Regions from separate parts of the Sus scrofa genome. Here region 2 is linked to region 1. A link is a contact called in public Hi-C data. All regions are on one chromosome and are shown on one strand. The core of a region is the stretch at or near the end of the contact, and the rest is flanking DNA. Distances in the headings are between cores, read along the strand shown. Region 1 overlaps OTOGL (otogelin-like protein). Region 2 holds the start of PPP1R12A (protein phosphatase 1 regulatory subunit 12A).

What was found. Hi-C and Micro-C count contacts between places; a contact is called where the count stands out from the background.
Region 2: a Hi-C map of embryonic fibroblasts shows a contact between it and region 1, with 2.9 times the contacts expected there. A contact is called at or near these places in 9 of 47 Hi-C or Micro-C datasets (alveolar macrophages, embryonic fibroblasts, fetal heart ventricle and 5 more) and 1 of 2 datasets of targeted methods (skeletal muscle).

What each region holds. Positions count from the first base shown.
Region 1 is chr5:101,274,456-101,278,779 of Sscrofa11.1, reverse strand. All of the region lies in intron 1 of OTOGL (otogelin-like protein), which reads left to right. Among named protein-coding and RNA genes, the nearest start is that of OTOGL, 42 kb to the left of the region's middle.
Region 2 is chr5:101,487,599-101,492,382 of Sscrofa11.1, reverse strand. It overlaps PPP1R12A (protein phosphatase 1 regulatory subunit 12A), which reads right to left and starts at 2,101. Exons shown (of 26, transcript XM_021092811.1): 1 at 1,597-2,101. The coding sequence starts at 1,833.

The DNA of each region.
Region 1 (4,324 bases), core at 605-3,104:
ATAAAAGGACAAATAAGTTGAGTCGGATAAATCCAAGGGGACACGGGAACAGGTCATAAACTCCAACACCATATCTGCAAGTGACAAAGGAAAAAGGTGAGGTATGCATTTGGGTCTGCTTCTTCTTTCCGAGATCGTTCCTGGGGTCGTGCCCCTCCTGCATTTCCATCCTGCACGCCTTACGTCTTGGCCACAGAGTAATAGTTCACTCTCCCGGAAGAGAAAACAGTTTCAAAATGTTCTTTTCTCCTGTCTTCCCAGTTTTGGTCGTGTTCTCCCATATCCCCAACTCTCAGAGGTGAGACTGGGCATGTCTTGGTTCCCCTACAGCGTCTCCATTAATGCTTTTTTCCCCCCTTTGCAGCGCCTCTCCCATCAGTTCTCCCCTTTCCATTCTCGCCACTGTCCCTCTGGGTTAGGTCTTCATCAGTTCTTGGATGTCCTGTATGTCATTTTCCTGTTTTCCCTCTGCCCTTTTGATCGCACCCTATTTCAACCTCTCCAGTACATTCCTATCAGGTGTAGGGACCCAAACAGAATTCTAATCCTTTCCCCAACCTGCTCAGAAACATTGAGTGGCTCCCCATTGCATTCCAAATAAAAGATAAACATGTCATGTACAAGGCACCCTCACAATCAAATCCTACTTTTTATTTCCAAATTTATCTTTTTCCACTTTCCAACACATAGCTGTGCTCTAGCTGCTACCCCGTTGCTTTCTTCTTTCCTTGTTCTCGCACGTTTAGAGCAGTGTCTTAATCGTCTCTGTATTCCATGTGACACAGAGTGGAATGTCTTGCTTAAAACAGAGAGTTCAAGTAAAAATTGAGGAGTTTTGCTTTCTGTGAATTCAAAACCCATGGAGTACTGCCCTCTTTTGGTTACAGTAGCCCAGATCCAAGCCTCCAAATAGGGAATGATACTGCATGACTCATCTTTTCCTTTTGGTTAGAACCCTCATGGAAACAAACAAGGCAGGGTGAAATAATTCCATCCTCTTTTCTCATTTTATCTGGCTTCAAAGATTGTTTGTTTAAGGATATAGAAAGAAGATAAAATTCTGTATAGAAAACTTGCATCTCTACTGATTCAAATCATCTATTATATGTATACTCAGAGCTGGAGTAAAGCCAATAGTACTTTGAACATTTCCAGAACTCCAGAAATTTTCAGGCCTCAGCGTAGACTTTTAGGTAAAAGCTGGGAGATAGTCAAAGAACACGCATTCCCCAAGGGGTTTGTAAGGTGAAGGACGGAGATCTGATTTGAGGGTTGTTGGAACAAGTAGCAAGGTGGTTTATTCACACGAATCTTGGTGTTTGGTCAGGTAGGAAATAAGGTGGCCTGGCCTAGAAGATAGAGTACTTCTGTAGGACCTTACTGGGTTCCCAGTTGACTGGGACTCCACCTGAGCCCGTCTTGAAGACCCAGCAGACGTAGAAGGGAATGATGACTCGGAGTCCAGGAAGAAGGCTGGTCACGTTTTCAAGAAAGGACGGCAGGATGATAGATGTGTAGGAAAAAGACTCCAAGTGATTATGATATGAATGTCCAGGGTTGTTCATTTTAGAGCTTTTATAACCATGTTTTGGTTATGAATCCCATTGAACCTCGCGAGGTATAGAGGTAATAAATCGTAGCTGTGCATGCATTATAAAGAACAGGAAATCTCAATTAAGGCGGGCCCTGAGCTCTATCTCAAATGTCAATGAAACCAAACTTCCTTGGATCTGAAAGCAAGAAGCATTCTAAAAGGGAAACTCAGTGGGTGACGGGAGGCTCCACCCCTCTTGCAGGAGGACGGAAAGGTTGTGGGCTGGGGCCTGACGCAATCCTGGCACCACCTTTGATTGGGAGCTAATGTTAGCAGGAAGATCAGGTGTCAGTCATGTTGTTCTCTGCTATCTTGAGAAGGTCACCGGATTGCTGCCCCTTCTTTTTTGAAATCTGATCTGGGGACCACAAACAGCCACAATGAGTTGGGTCACTGCCATGAGCTCTAACTGGGCTGGCAGGGCTGACTCGGTGCCAGTAGTAGACACAGGATGCTGCTTGAAATATTCAGATGGTGAGAGGGTTGGGTTTCTTTTTCATTTTCAGTAATGCTATTTGAGGAGATAGGATTGTATATGAACATCAAAGAGATTTCTCCTTCTTGGGTAGAGGAGAGACGCGAAAGTCTGTCCCTTTCTGCTGTTAAATATTAAGCTGTGGATGACTTGCTGTTTTGGGAGGCTGCTGTCCTTTTCCAATGTGGTGGGCCTTCTCTTAAATGTCAGCATTTAAATTTGTTCAAACATCTGTAAGAAACAATGGAAAATCCCTCTTGTGAGCAAGGATACATACCCATCTATAAATATGGGTTCTTTTATTTCTGTGTGAATTTGCAAGCAGCACCTCACTGGAGCTGAACTTCTGCTATATAAATAAAACCATCTGGTGCATCCAGAGAATTTCAGTCTCTAGAGAACAGGATCATAAACAATCGATCCTCCCCAGAGCTTTCAGTATGTTCGTTTGACTTAAGCTTTCCCACAGCACTACTTCAATTCTTTTATCTGTGTTTAATCTTCCAAGGATTTTATAATTGGTCTCTTTAATTTTTTTTTTTTGTGGGTACATAAGGAAAAAGCACCCACCACTTTTGGCAAAGTAAAGAATGATGCATCCTTTAAGGTATTTTGCTGAGTGGATCACAAATAGATATTCAGACAGATTAAGAGAGAGTCTGGAAGAAGGAAGTATGTTATTCCATTTTTCTGATGGGAAAATGAGACATAGAGTGAAAAGTTCAGGGTCCCATGTACCACAACTATTAACTGCTAAACATAATTCAGATTTTGTGACTCCCAGTTGAATCATCTTTTTTTTACTCAACACTGTCTTCAACTTGATGTTTATTTTCTTTGAAGCATGGATAGCAAGCATGTTTTTTCAGTAAAACAAAGAGTAGCCAATATTTGACCAATTGACCAAACAAGACCCACCAGCTGGGAAATTGGTTAAGTCTCATAAGAATGAAATTAGCTTTCTTCTGCTTCCCTCCCTTCCTCCCGCCTTTCCTTTCTTCCTTTCCTCCCTCTCTCTCTCTCTCTCTCTTTCTTTTTCTTTTTCTGCTTTTTAGGGCTGCACCAGTGGCATATGAAGTTTCCAAGCTAGGGGTTGAATTGGAGCTGTAGTTGCCGGTCTACGCCATAGCAACGCGGGATCTGAACTCTGTCTGCGACCTACACCATAGCTTATGGCAACGCCAGATCCTTAACCCACTGAGTGAGGCCAGGAATCAAACCCTAATGGATCCTCATGGATCCTAGTCGGGTTCGTTAACCCCTGAGCCATGAAGGGAACTCCCTGCTTTTCTTTTCTTTCTTAAAAAACCTCTCCTGCCTCCTTTAGCAGAAATTGTTCAGTGTTAATTTATTTCATGGAAGAAATGAATTTCTAGGAGACTTCTAAAACCAGAATATGTTTGCCTGTAAGACAAAAATATCACAAAAGTCAGACCGTTGAATGCGGGCCAGAGAGTCTTTGTAGCCACAAGCTGCATTGGAATCACCTGAGGAGCTTTAACATGAAACATTAGTGCCACACATGGAAATTAGCGTCTCATTGCTTGGTTGAGGCTCTCCAAAATAATTCTAGTCTTGCAGGCTGGGTCTGAGAACTAGTATTTGATGCACCTGATTCCACAGGGATCCTAGGCCTGTGGATTCCAGTCGTTCTGCTAGGGTAGTCTTCTTTACTTTGGAAAAATTTTAGGTGAAGCTGAAAAATTAGATAGCAATACAGAAGGAGGCTTGGGAGGGATAGAAAACAGCTAAATGCACTGGGAAGACTCACCGTAAACTCGTTTATACTTTTCCCCGAGGTTTGATTAGACCTCCGGTAAAGCTTGGGTGGTCAGAAGGACAAACGCAGATGGCCAGGGCCTCGTGACCACGGCTCCTGCAAGAGGTGGCCCCAGCTCCTCCGGCACCATTTTCGTAATAGGTTGAAATACTATAGACTCTGCCTTTTAAATTTGGATTACAACAATGCTGTTGTTTTTATGATTTATTGTGGCACATAATAGCATTAATAGCAAGTTCCCTTAGCTGAAATTATATTTGGATATGATTTATTAGGCTGCTCTATGCACTCACCAATATCTGCTTAGTTATTTATTTGGGACTAGGATATGGCCTGCGTCTTAAGTGACCCACAAAAGAGCCTCCCAAGTCCAGCAAATATATACTTTTACTAGCGTAATTTTAAAATATCTTAATTCTTAGAAATAGTAAAAAGATAGTCATAGAAGTGTAAAAAATAATTAAAGCCGATGTAT
Region 2 (4,784 bases), core at 852-3,351, 210 kb before region 1:
ATAATTATCACTTCTAATACCAAAAGCTTCTTTCATTCTCGACACCATGTTTCTAGAATCTCAGTTATGCTACACCTTAAAATAAACCTCAGTCAAAAAAAAGTTTGCTATACATTAGAGACTAAATTAATGAAACAGATATAGAGCTTAAGGCCCTCCTATACTTTTACTGGTGCCACATTCCAAATTCCAGATTTGTCCTGCAATTTGTCAGTCATTATAGTTCATCCAGTCAACTTCGTAAACAAAGGCTACCAGCCAAGTTTGATAGGAGAATTCAATCAAATAAAACTTAAAACGGTCATCATTCACGAAACAGGAAGCAGGAAAAATGCCACCACCACCAGACACCTCTTTTAAAAAGGCAGCAAGATAATATGTATGAAATACAAAGCCCTAATTTTCCACCTCCCAAACAAGTTCCTGTTACAAAATTAATTTTGTCTTAATCAAAAAAACTACCATCTTACACATATAACCAAGACAACTTTGGGTTAGCTTCCAAGTCTCCTCGTTGTAAGGGAAGCTACTGCTGTAAAGTCGTTTCCTAGTAATTCCAAGGTGCCTACTGAGAAAATATAAAGAGTTTATGTCTTGACATCTATTTCCATCACTAAAAATTGCTTTTTATGCGGAACTCTATGTGGTGGTGTTGCTTTTGGCCTGTTAAAGGCAAAGCAACATTATCTCTGGATTGCCAATAGTTTCTCCTTATTTGGCTAACATTGAGCGATCCCAATCAGACTCCTATAAAACTTTAACATGCCCAAAGCATCCATTTTGAGAAAAGTTTGTGACCAGCCTTCTCTTTTCCCACCCCCCAAAAGAAAAACCAGAGCTGGGGAGCCGACCCCGAAAAGAGTGTCTTCGTACTTATTCTCCTCTTTCCAACCCCAGTGCACACCCTGGGACCTGGGGCCACAGGATCTCCGACACTGCGGCCACCTCTGCTCCCAGGGACTGTCCGTACGTTCCCGTCCAGCGAGGGGCGAGCCCCGGAGGAGGCCTCCTTCCCGTGCCCACCTTCCCGTCCTCCCTTCCAGCCGGTGCCCGTCAACTCGTCGCACCCCCTCCCCAGTGACCGAGGGGAATAAAGGGGAAAACAGGAAACCGCCCGCTCGGGGCGCCCGGCTCGGGGCTCTCGATTCCTGCGACTACCATCACCGCCCTGACCGAGTCCTAAAACCCATACATTCCGTGCCCACCTACAAGCCACAGGCGTCCGCCCATCCCAGGGCCCCGAATGCCCCCGTTCGTGGTTTGCCGCGGCGGCCCCGGTCGCCCGAGCCTGCCGCTAACATCGGGGCCCAGGCGCGCACAGCCTCCCCGGCTCGGCCCCAGAGCCCAGGGCGCGTCCCCAGCGGGCCGGGGCCCCAGCGGCCCGCCGTCCCTCTCCCCTCTGCCCCGGAAACAGCCCGGCTCCCCCACTCCGCCACCGGCTGGACGGAAGGGGCCTCGAGCGCAGGCCCTCCTCCTCCGCGGGAAGCCGCCTCCTCGCCCCGCAGCAGGGAGCCTCCCGCCGCCCGCAGCCTGCGCAGGCCGGGGCGGAGGCCGGCGCAGACCCGGGGGCCGGGGGCCGGCGCCGGGCGCACAGACCTGGTGCAGGGCGGTGAGCCCGTCCACATTGGCGTAGTTGATGTCGGCGCCGCGGTGCAGCAGCTTGAGCACCTCGTCCGTGTCGCCGCTGGAGCAGGCGGCCAGGAAGACGGCGCCATCGTCGAACTTCACCTTGGTCTTCTGGCGCTTCACCACGGGGGGCTCGAGGTCCGTCTCGGAGCCGATCCAGCGCTTCAGCTGCTCGTTCCGCTTCTGCTTCGCGTCCGCCATCTTCATCCCCTCTCCTGCCGCCGGGTCTGCCGAGCGCGCGGAGGGCGGGGGAGGCGGCGAGCGGAGGGGCGGCGGGCAGGGGGCGTGGGGCTGCCCCGGCGAGCGCGGCCCGGCGGCGGGCTGGGCACCGGGCGGAGACGCTCGAGACTGCCAGTATCCCACAGAGCACTGGGGCGGCGCGCCCGGCCGCGCGGACCTCCCTTCGACCGCAGACGCCCGCCCGCCCCCGGCCCGGCCGCCCGTCCGTCCCGGCGGCCCGTCTAACGTAACTTCGCGAGATCCGGGCAGGGAGGCGCCCGGCGCCCAGTGCGCACGCGCGCCGGCCTGCGCCCGCCCCAGGAAGAGCGCGGCGGCGCGCGGCGGCGGGCGGGGGTCGGGCCGCGGGAGGGGAGCGGGCGTGGCCCCGGCGGCCGGGGCTGCGGGGCTGGGACCGGCCGGGAAGGGCGGGGGCGGGGCGGGGAGGCGCCCGGCCCCTCGAGGGCTGCCGGGGCTGCGGAGGCCCGCCGTCGGCGTTGGGGCGGCTCCGGGAGCGGGCCTGCCTCCGGCGCTGTCTCGGCTCCGCCGGGGCGCTTGCTCAGGGCGGAGGGCTTGCCTATTGGTTGCGTTATTTGAATGGAATGGAGGAGAGGGAGGTCACGAATCCAGCGCTAGTGCCTCCTCTTTCTCAGGCACCCCGATGAGCTTGCCGAGGCCCTTCTAAAAGCGGGGTCTGGGTAGCGAGGGCTTTGGTGGTGCTTGTCCAGATCTCAGCGCAAGGTGACCGCCTGGCGACGAGGGTTGGCCTGCGGGCGTTGCGGTGGCTTTCTGCCAGCCTCGCTGTAGAAACGTCTTTCCGCTTACGCTTTTTTGTTGTTGATGTGTTCCTGGGGGTTGGGGTTCTTTGGTTTTGGTTCTGTTTTTGTCTCAAGCATATTTTGGGTCCTCTGTCCCTTCCTTGAGCGCTTTCATCCTCCCTGGTGCTACTCCTGAACTTAGCTCAGCCTGTTACTGGTCCTGACCTTTTAAGGGATTCCTGGTTCCTGCTCTATCGCTTTCTAAGGATGGCTAAAGACCCAGCTGCTTCTAGAATTCAAAAGGAATGTTAATATTACGCAATTGATTTAGCCGGTATTTATTGAATACTTACTATGAGCCAGTCATTGTTCTAAGCACTAGTGATACAGTGACGTATTTAAACCACCTGAGATCACGTGATCAAAAATATTTTATAGTTTATCGTCATAAAAAGGCTGGTGAACGTTTTCTTGTATGACACACACACACACACACACACACACACGGTTTGTAACAAATACTGTCTTTTGAGCCATCTATTTATAATCTCCACCAGTTGACATTTTCCTAAACAATACATTGTTTTCACCCTCAGTTTTCTACAGCATTTAGAGCCAGAATAAATCATAAAAGGTTAACATTAAATGGAACTTGAGGGATCATCTAGACTGAGTCCCAAAGAACTAATTGACTCACCTAATTTTCTTTGCAGCAGGATTTAGGATTCCATCAGCAGATAGCACCTGTACTGGGTCAGGCATTGTTCCAGATGCTGGAGATACAGCAGTGAACAATTAAGGTTCTCTTACCTTCCAGAGGACTACATTACAGCTTATCAAATTGATAAATAAAAAATAATTCTAACATGGTTGTGATTACCTGCCTGTAATGCTGAATTTTCTGAACACCAATTACCAGGGAAGTAATAGCCCAAACAAGGGTAAAAATATTTCCCTTGAAAATATTGGACAAATTGAAGTGAGTGTAACATGCATAAAAGGGTCTGATGATATCAGACCCTTGAATAACAATGGTGTTAGGTGCTGGAGAATTCTTAGCACTAAAATTCAAAATTCCTATCCACTTAAAAAACTCTGGAATACAGTTCGAAGAATAAAAGAAAGGAATTTGAGGATTGCCTTGTCAGCTTTTCTATCTACCTAGAAAAACTGACAGCTTATCTTTACTGTTTCCCAAGAATGTTATGGTCTATTTGGTAGCTCTTAAAAGTGCCCTGGGGAGTTCCCGTTGTGGCTCAGTGGTTAACGAATCCGACTAAGAACCTGAGGTTGTGGGTTCGGTCCCTGCCCTTGCTCAGTGGGTTAAGGATCCGGTGTTGCCGTGAACTGTGGTGTAGGTCGCAGACACGGCTCAGATCCTGTGTTGCTGTGGCTATGGTGTAGACCAGCGGCTACAGCTCCGATTCGACCCCTAGCCTGGGAACCTCCATATGCCGCGGGTGCGGCCCTAGAAATGGCAAAAAGACAAAAAAAAAATGCCCTGGAATATAGATTGGTATCTTAAGTTTTGATTTGGGCAAGAGTTTGGTGGGAAGTATATTGTTTTCTGATTCAAGTACTTACTTCAGGATATAAAATAACACAATAGTTTATTAATAAAACAGGTAAATATCAGTTCCCAAAGACTATCAGACAAAAGCATAACAAAAGAAAAACCCACCTGGGTGATTAATATATGAAAATTTCATCAAGGTTAGCTTTCCTTCTCCAGCTCTAAGGGTCATGAATTTCCATAGTACTGTCATCGGAGGTGCTGTCAAACTGCCACCTGTTCGCCTTTTTAGGGATAATTTTTTTTTAGCATTTTGAATTAGTGATACTGAAGACCTATGGCTAACTCCAGAAAAGGAAAACTTTTCATTTAAAAAAACAACACAAAGCCAGTCACTTATTACCTTAAGAGTTAAGTGAACTTAAAAATTTACCTAAGCAGAAGAAGTTGAAGAAATGCAATTTTTTTGTCATTTCCTAGTGACCTTTAAGTAGATTGGGGTGCGAGGATACCGTTCCGGTCTCTGTTTTTCTTTTTTTGGCTGCACCTGCGGGATGTGGAATGTCCCAGGCCAGGGACGGAACCCAAGCCACAGCAGCGACTGGAGCCACTGCAGTGGCAACGCCAGATCCTTAACCTGCTATACCACAAGGGAACTCCTTGTTCAGCTC